3 separate regions of the Mus musculus genome follow, and all the other regions are linked to region 2. Evidence: chromatin contacts called from public HiCAR-type data. All regions are on one chromosome and are shown on one strand. The core of a region is the stretch at or near the end of the contact, and the rest is flanking DNA. Distances in the headings are between cores, read along the strand shown.

What was found. HiCAR-type assays count read pairs that join an accessible place to other places.
Region 1: a HiCAR-type map of fibro-adipogenic progenitors shows a contact between it and region 2, with 3 times the contacts expected there. The contact joins two enhancer-like sites. A contact is called at or near these places in 2 of 484 Hi-C or Micro-C datasets (both in uterus) and 1 of 115 datasets of contacts at active chromatin or transcription factors (fibro-adipogenic progenitors).
Region 3: a HiCAR-type map of fibro-adipogenic progenitors shows a contact between it and region 2, with 6 times the contacts expected there. The contact joins two enhancer-like sites. A contact is called at or near these places in 1 of 484 Hi-C or Micro-C datasets (bone marrow-derived macrophages) and 1 of 115 datasets of contacts at active chromatin or transcription factors (fibro-adipogenic progenitors).

What each region holds. Positions count from the first base shown.
Region 1 is chr10:96,821,007-96,824,109 of GRCm38.p6, reverse strand. No RefSeq gene overlaps it. Among named protein-coding and RNA genes, the nearest start is that of Gm46240, 79 kb to the left of the region's middle. Within about 2 kb of position 1,594, at least 60 of the 459 cell types and tissues checked have an H3K27ac peak or open chromatin away from gene starts, as enhancers often do. A contact at or near this core is called in fibro-adipogenic progenitors and uterus, where this site is marked.
Region 2 is chr10:97,336,562-97,339,500 of GRCm38.p6, reverse strand. No RefSeq gene overlaps it. Among named protein-coding and RNA genes, the nearest start is that of Mir3966, 85 kb to the left of the region's middle. Within about 2 kb of position 1,335, at least 61 of the 459 cell types and tissues checked have an H3K27ac peak or open chromatin away from gene starts, as enhancers often do. A contact at or near this core is called in fibro-adipogenic progenitors and uterus, where this site is marked.
Region 3 is chr10:96,478,946-96,482,186 of GRCm38.p6, reverse strand. No RefSeq gene overlaps it. Among named protein-coding and RNA genes, the nearest start is that of Gm33843, 120 kb to the left of the region's middle. Within about 2 kb of position 1,701, at least 86 of the 459 cell types and tissues checked have an H3K27ac peak or open chromatin away from gene starts, as enhancers often do. A contact at or near this core is called in fibro-adipogenic progenitors, where this site is marked.

The DNA of each region.
Region 1 (3,103 bases), core at 345-2,844, 520 kb after region 2:
AACTCCCTTAAGGGCCTTAGACGTTTGAGAAATGCCATGGAATCCCCTGAACTTGTAACTTGAACCAATGTTAAGTGGTCTGAGGATAGGAAGAAGCCAAGGATCTGAGAAAGGGAAGCTCCAAGAATCCATATCTGATATCACCAGGGCATGGATAAGGCTGTCAACATCATTGGAAAACTTAAACATCCCAGAAGACCTAGCTAATATAGTCCGTACAGATACAGCAAAGGCGAACGCCACCCAGAGGTAATAACGACCAAGCTTGTGCATTCCAATGGCATGACTTCCGGGAAGGCTGAGGGGGTTCAGACCTGAAACAGCTCCCTGCTTATCCTCATAGGTGATTTGACTTTAAATGACTTTAGGCTCCAAAAGGAACTACAAGTTTGAATTCCCTGTTGTGATTCAAGCCAGAAAAGAACATATTACCTTTCAATGACAGGTTTAAGAGGTTTTCAAGCTCAGCAGAAACAGTGTCACTGGAGCCAAGCAGAACTCAGCCATAGACAGTGCGAATCTGTATTTCTGAACAGCTGACGTGTGGCTATTTCAAAAACCTTACACCAATAATCTTCTGTGTAGATGCCCTGACACGCTGCTCTCGGAACTTTCCAGAACTGACTCATAATTAGCCATCATGGTCTGTTCAACCAAGAAGGAGGGATAACTTTATCTCACTTTAAGAATCTGAGTTGATGTTCTTCCTTATCATGTAAATGTCTTTAATGAGTCACTTATTGATATAAACACTTTGTATGGTGTTCTTAGGATTTGCCCAAACCCATCCTTCCTCGTAACTCGTTAGAATGTAAAATTGTTGAACCACTAGAGAAAAAACAAAGTTTCATGGTTCCCTCACTAAAGTTAAACAAGGATCTTTTTTTTTTTCCCGAACCATATGACCCTCCAATTCCACTCCTAGTCACACCAAAAATCATTGGAAACAGATGTTCAAATAAAACCTAGGGCACAAACAGCCATAACAGCAACTTTCAGGGTAATAACCTGCAGGTGGAAATGACCCTAATGCACATCAACAGATGAATGGATATAAAAAAAAAATGTGGCCTGCCCACACAGTAGAATATTATTCAACTACTAAAAGGAAGGAATGCATGAAGGAGGTGCATGCCACAGACAAATCAACTGGAACTCATACCTCACATGAATGAAGCAGACACAAAAAGTTGGAGGTTGTATAGTTTAATGTATTTGAAATTTTCAAAATAGGCAGATCTATAAAGATGGCAAGATTAGGGGTTTCCAGGAACTAGGGCAAAGGAGGAGTTAAAATTGATTGCTTAGTGAATAACAAGCTTGTAAAGAAACAAACAGTTCCAGAAGCAATTGTGGGGGGGAGATACCACCACAATTTCCTGCATGTGTTTATTGCCTCTGACTTCTTACAATGGTGAAAAATGACAAGCCTTGCCTGTCACTTTATACAATGAATGGATACCTATCTTATTTCCCAAGAACCTCTCTTGGGCCCATGGAAATTTTTCTGCAGTACTAACTGAAATGGGTCAACGGTTTTCCCTCGTGGGAAGGAACCCAAGTCTCTGATTGCACCGAGCAAAACTGGTCAGCTGTTTTACAAGGAAAACAGCTGGCACTGAAGCCTGTGCTCTTTAAAGAGCTGCTAGCTGAGCCTCTTCCCCAGGGTGAATTCAAGCTGAAGAGCTGTGATTCTGAGCCAGGTTTGCGTGGGCCACACCCAGCTACTAATAAGTTGTTCCCAACTCTACAGGCCTCATCTTAATAACTAGCTCTTCTCCTACCTTGGAAGTTCCCATAATCATGTGGCCACTCAAATGAGAAGAGCAGAAACCACTGACAATTTGGAGACGAGACAGAGTCCAGAAAAGGAAGCAAAGTCATGAAAATATAAATTTAGCTTGAGGTGTTCCATGAACACAAGGCAGAGGCTTAGAATTGGGGCTTGTTCTAAATGTCCAAACGGAGAAAATAGTGGTGTCTCTGGAACAGAGCCATGTGGGTAAAGCAGTTTCTAGAGCAGAGGCCAGACTCTGGTGTCCTGGATACATGGGAATTTATGACAATATTTGAAAACTTTTGCAACTTATGAGGAGACTTTGGCCTAGCTGGAGACAACTAGTCAGATGAACTGTCTGTGACCTAAAGATGACAAAGCAAGCTGCAAGTAGAGAAAGTTGGAAGTGACAGTTTCCTCTGTCCTGGAAATGCCAGTTAGGAATACTAGCTTTTAAGGTAGAGGTCAGTCTTGAGACACCAGGAGAAAAGGGAAGGTAGGCAGGAGCCAAGCCTTGTAATAATAATAATAATAATAATAATAATAATAATAATAACAATAACAATAACAATAATAATAACTCAAAGTCTTGATGTGACAGTTTTAAGCAGGAAAAATTACATCGTATGATTTAGGTTAATGAAATACTATTCTCTGGTGGCACTGCAGAAGATGGACAGGCGGAAGGAATCTTGGAGCAAAACCAGGAACATTGCCAGGGCAATAGTGACTCTCAAATGTTGCTGGTACAGACCAATGAGGATAAGAATGTAATCTAGGCAATTCTATTCTGTTGGATAAAATGTAGGGAAGGGGAGCACATGGCGGAGTAAAGACTTACTTCTAGTTCAAGCCAAAGGTCATAGCGTCTGATATGTTCTGCTACGATAAACAAAGCCAGTGTACGCCCTGTAGAACGTCTAGTGAGGTTTGCCCAGTGGTTGCCTCTAAGGTCATATTAACCATCCAGATGTGCTAGTCCAGATGTGCTAGTCCAGATGTGCTGGTGGCATATATTCAGTTTCTTCTTCCTTTAAAATTTTCTCACTTTTATTTTATCCAACATATAAAAGCATGTGGGAACGAGTTTCCATACTGTGCATTAATCCGCGACTACATTGTGTGATGTGTGATGTTTAGATCCGTTTTAATGCATCTTCTCAAACATTGGTCATTTCTTGATGATGAGAAGCTTCAAACTTGCTTTGTGCAGTGTTTCGAAATGCTCGGCCTAGTGCAAACACAGCCACCCTCCCAGTGGGTCTTACACCCATACAACTAACCATAACATGGGTTTCCTATATCTCTGCCTATGTAAAGAGTAGG
Region 2 (2,939 bases), core at 86-2,585:
CATTTAACTGAAGAGGAAAGATCCACTCTTAATGTCAGTAGCACCATACCTGAGATGGGGCTTACACTTCATCTTTATTTATTTATTTTTTTAAATAAGTCTAAGAGGGGAGGAGGAGGAAAACTAGCAAGCCGAGAAAAGTAATACACACCCACTGAATTTGATATTCTGATGAAGACATCTCTCCTCTGAGTTTCAAGCAGAACTTATTCACTCTTTTCCAGAAGCAAATTTCTGGGGATTACCAGCACTGCCATGGCAAAGTACCACATGTCAGAGAGTTTAAACCACAGAGATTGGTCTCCTCACCGTTCTAGAAACCAGGACTTGAAGATCACGATGCTGGCAGGGCTGGGTCCTTCTGTGCCCTCATTCCTTGGCTTATAGATCGTGGCTACTCTTGGTTGTCAACTTAACTGTATCTGGAATGAACTATAATCCAGAAATGGAGGGCATGCCGGCCAGAGAGTTTCTTCTGGGTTTGAAATAGGTGAATAAACTTTTAGTCTGGACTTTTGAGGTGGGAAGACCCAGGCTTTTGATCCAGCTCGCCATTGATGGATTAGTTGGAATGCAGCCTATAAGTTATTCCGTGTGTGTGTGTGTGTGTGTGTGTGTAGGGGGAGGCAGAGATTCATTCTATAAGTTCTGTGATTCTAGACATCCTTAAGAGGCCACATTATCCTATATTTTCACAGGGCCTTTACTGTGTGCAGTTGTATACCTAAATCTCCTCATATTATGAAGACATCATCATACTAGGTCAGTGGCCACCTCATAAAACCAAACAGTGCTTAGTGCTCGCCAAAATAAACCAACCGGTGGTGCCCCATGTTCACCTGAATAAACCAACTGGTCCCATTGCTGACTGGAATAAACTAACCAGTTCTCAGTGCCCATCCCAATAAATCAGCAGAGCTCAGTGCTCACCTGAGTAAACAGACAGCGTTCAGTGGCTGCCCTAATAAACTCAGTACTGTGTGTATGGGGGGGAAAGGGGGGGAAATATTTGCATTAGCAAACAGGAAGTGTTGTGCCGTAAATTACTCTCATGTCACATTCAACAGCTGTGCCTCTGTTAGCTGCTAGAAGCCAACATCCTACAGTACCATATTCAATAATTCTTAGTACTGGGCACAGAGGCCTGTGTCCTAACCAGGGCTGCTCTCGGGCTAACTTCAGCCTGGTCTTCAGCTGAGGCATCTGTGGAACAAGGATCTGTGTAAATAAGTTTCACATTAGTAAGAAAATTGGAGAGCTCATTGTGGGAAAGCTGGGTGCAGTCAGGGATGACTAATAACCTTAACCCGAATGGGTCACAGTGAGCTCAATCAACAGTAATGGAAGGCACTTCAGGTCTTAGGGGATTGGCCAAAAGTAGAATGGCCCTGCCTACACGTTTACCCTGGAGAGCTGAGGCTCTCATCTTCATGCTCAGTCATGCAGAGGCATATATATAAACAGAAGACCAACTAAAGTTCAGCATAAATTGGCTAGGCCTGAATAAAAGTCTGCTGTTGGAAAGTCCTGCTGTTTGGATATCTGTTATTAGATATCAGACATCAGTGAGGATTATTGTTTATTCATAATAGTCAATAGGAATATATATATATATATATATATATATATATATATATATATATATACATATATATATCTTCCTTATGAATGAGCACAAATTAAATTTGCTTAAAGCCACAAACAAATTATGCATGTCATTTACAGATGTAAGGTTTATATCTCCTTAAGAACCTAACATATCTGGTGTATGGAAGATCTATGATTTTTTGTCACCTACATTTTTATTTAATTTATTTCATAACATAGAGAGCTTTGTCATATAAAGGTAAAAATCCTTAAACCAACTCAGCTTGCTATCCTCCTTCTTCCTTCTCTTCTCCTCTTTTTCCTCCCCCTCTTTTTCCTCTTCCTCCTCTTCTTATTCCTTTTTATTTATTTATTTATTTTTAATTTAGTTTAGGACCTCATCCCACTGAAGGTGCTGCCCTTATTCAGAGTAGATTAAGCCTTCTGGAATCACCCTCAGAGACACTTCCAGAACTGTTTCTATGCCAGTTCAATTGGCAATGAAGACTGGCCTAGTGACTTGAAGAGGGAAAATTCCTGGGAGAAGGATCTTGGTCTCCTATTCAAAGGACTGAAATAAGGAGTCACAAAGATTTGCAAAAGTAGCAAACTAATGTTTTTGTTTCTTTCTTTGTTTCCCATGAGGAAGGGTAATGTTCAAAGTCTGGTAAAATTAACAAGAAACAAAAGATTTTTGCCTTTTAAAATGTTGCTAAAAGTAGATAAATGACCACAAAGCATGGGAAAAACAACTGTGAAACAAAATCTTGGTTGTAATAGAACTAAGTTGTATAGACATTTTCTCTTAAGATACATTTTTTTTTTTTTTACAAATCTGACATAAATTTACATCAAACTAAAATCAAATCATGGATGTCAGCTATAGATGTAAGCTTTGTACATTCATTAAGAACCTAACATATCAAGCTGGGTGGTGGTGGCACACACCTTTAATCCCAGCACTCGGGAGGCAGAGGCAGGCAGATTTCTGGGTTCAAGGCCAGCCTGGTCTACAGAGTGAGTTCCAGGACAGCCAGGGCTACACAGAGAAACCCTGTCTGTAAACAAACAAACAAACAAACATACAAAACAAAAGAACCAAACATATCTGGTGTATGAAAGTTCTATTTTTTTCCTTGAACATTTTAATTTACTATTATTTCATACCATGGAGAGCTTTGTCATATAGAGAACTATGTGTGTTGGTTACATACACATTTGAAACTAAAGGACAAAGTTTCTAATGACACTTCCATCATATCTGGCTTATTTATATATAGCATTGAATTATGCAGATTATAAAAGCATTTCCTCTTAGAGACATAAATACTGAATATAATGCTCCAGTGAAC
Region 3 (3,241 bases), core at 452-2,951, 860 kb after region 2:
GCAATGTAAAGGGTCTCTAGACATCTTAGCTCTCATTTCCTAAACTCTGCCCTACCCCTTTCTCTCCATTCCTTCTGGAGTTATCGCACCTTTCCCAAGTGACTTCTGGAGAATTCGACCCATTTTGCTACAACCTTTTACAGGAGCCTGGAAATTCAGAGTAGTCAGGAGATTGGGTTTTGAGCAGTTTCATCAGTTCTTTCTTACTACTGCCTCTCTCTCCTTCACAAACAAGTGGCATTCCCTGGCGTTTGCAACTTTACCTTTTACTTCTATTGGAGGCAGATTGTCTAAAGACTGTTGGTAGCACATGGCAAGGGGGCTCTTCCCTAGCATAGAATTCCATTTGGAAGAGAGGTGTGCTTTTCAACATTACCTAACATTGAGATGTTTACAGAGCAAGGGGAACAGCTTTATACATCTCACACATACTTATTGATGAACCCTCCTGGGAACAGACTGTGAGACACCTACATTTGTACACAAGAAAACTAAGCCACACATTGGCTAAGTGCATTAGCCAAAAATCACACAGCTTGTAAGTGGTGATGTGAAGATTTGAACCCTAATACACCTGGTTTTGACATCTCCTCTTTCTACGACGTTTACAGCTTGCTCCCCTCCTTCTGTCAGGAGCTCACTCTATAGCAAGTCCAGGGGACTTTTCAAAGAAAATGAGCCACAAAGAATACTTGACGTAGGCATTGAGTCGAAGTCGCTGGAGCCTGACACTGTTTTCAAATATTCACAACGAAAGCATAAATGCTTTATGGATGGGCAGGTGGTGGTCTGTCTGATCAGCTTTATTTTTCTAAGTAACAGCGTTAGTCTCAGACTGCCAACCCAGAGACCTGCGAAAGGGTTTGTGGTTTGCTATTATTTCCTGGCACTAACTTACCTTGACAGAAAACAGTCTCAAAATTCCCAAGGGTGGCCAGGTTGTCAAGCCTGCTTTCTTGAAAGAAGGAAGCATTCTCACCTCCAGGAGTTGAAGTGGACGTTTTTTTCTGGCTTAGCAGTTGATAACATTGTTTTTACTAAGCATACCTGCATTTCTCCTTCCACAACCAGACTTTAAGAATTAGTTTTCTCTTTTAATCCCCACAAAAGACTACAGTTCCCATTCACCCCCTTGTCTTTGAACGGTGATAAAGGAGAGGTCAAGACTTGAGGGTTCTCTTGTCTCCTCTCCAGGCACATACAGAACCAGAGCCAGCCCCCTGCCTCCGCTTTCTGGTTGCCTGCCACTCAGCTACACGAGGTTCTTTCTCTTACACCAGCTTCTTTTTTGGCCACCAGTAAACACACTGACCTTTTGAAATATGGAAAGAAAAAGCGCTTTGAAATAAAGCTGGCGCAAACTGCGTTCAGACAGCCTCATCTGAAGGCCAGAACAAAGAGGAGCATAGTTTTCAAGCTGTCTTCGTAATTACACCAAGCAGTTATCATTCAGGCCCCGGTCTGGGTCTGAGCGTTAGCCCCACAAACTGGAGGGCAGGGCGGGCACATAGGCCACTTTGTTGCAAAGCCCTCCAGCAAAAGATCCCACGTGGTTGGTACTGTGTTCCAGGACTCTGGGCTCTTTCCTTTCTTCCTTTCCCCCCATTAAACCCCTCAAGTCTCCTTGGCAGAGGCCCCTAGGTGAGGTAAGTGCCAATTAGCACGAAGAAAAAGCTCGATGTGTTCCAGGTTTATGGCTTGGAGCTGGCTTCTCAGGAAAACATCCTTCTCTCCTCAGAAGCCGGGGTGGGCAGAGAGGATCCCGAGTATGGCTCGGATTTCATTCATTTTTTTTTGCTGCTTCTCCCCACTCCCCTCCAGAAAAAAAAAATCATTCCTTTCTGTGGGTTTTTCCAACTTGAAGTGAGGTAAGCAGACGCTTCAGCGACTGAGGTAATCACGGCAGAAGACTCTGAAACTGGGCTGTTGGGAGAAAAAAAATAGCGCCTTTTTTTTTTTTTTTTTGGTTCTTTCGAAATAAATATGGCCAGAATTCAGAACGAGTAGGTGGAGGAGCGCATCTATCTAATTTAAAGGATTGTTAAAGCCTTTTTGGAAACTTCAAATTTGGATCCGACCATTTTTTTTTTCTTCTGGGCCAGAAGCAGCTTTTTATTCATGTCCCCATCATTGGAGGCTTGCCACATTAGTATGTGGAGAAATGGGCCACCGTGACCTGCAGCTAACATCCCGAATCCCTTAAAGACCAAGAGGCTTAGCAACAGAGGCCTGAAGAAGCAGAGCTACAGGCGAACGACTTCTCTCCTCATTAATCACCCTCCATCCTTCAGTGTTTCCAGAGGGCATGAGGGAAGGCAGATGTATATTTAGATACAGGCAAATAGCACACACCGCCACCACATTTTAATGCACTGTTCTGCGCTCATAGTTTGAGTCTTGTGATTTGGATTTTCATTTGCCTGGGAACAAAGCCTGGCTTTTCTTCCCCCATTGGGAAACAGGTGAGGCTCGTTTCCGGAAGCACCATTCCGGTATCCCCGAAGCAGCAGGCTCCCGGGACCAGAGCTTGCTCTCTGCCACCTTCGTGCTGTCTGCAACAGGTGCTGCATTTGCTAGGCACAGCAGAGGTGAAAGTACCCAACTAATCAAATTGTCCTTTTTGCACAATGGCAAGCAATTGTATCCCTTTGTTCTATTGAAACTGTAGAGATAGCGCTAACGCGTATAGTTTACACGTATAGTCTTTTCAAATAGAGGGAGTGGCAGAGTGAGAGATTGCATCTCACTTACCAAGTCCTACTCTTTTAATGGGGGAGGGGGGTAGGACACAGACAGATTGCGTTTCCCAGACTCCTCTGCATTGGGTGGCGTTGTGGCACATGGAATGTGGGCCAAAGTATTGCGCACAACTTCTAAGACTTGTCCCCTAAGCCCTTAAGCAGTATTGACAAAAGAACTAACAGGTCCTCGAATGACAAAAGGGCCAATAGATTTTGTCCGTTTTCCTTTCTCTCTCCCTTGGCTAAACTGTTTGGCTACCTAAAGCTAGCCCACAAGGTCTTATTCCCTTATATGACCACTGTCTCATTCCTGAAACTAAACACCAAGGTTCAGAAACCAAAATTCAGGTTATTTAGCTCCACTAACTAACCTGTCCAATCAGGATCTACCAACTCACTCTGGCACAGACTTACCCCCTTTTCCTTAAAAACTAACACCTACAAAAATACCTGCTGCCTGCTGTCTGCCTTTGCTTAATCCAGTTCCCTAACCCCATCCC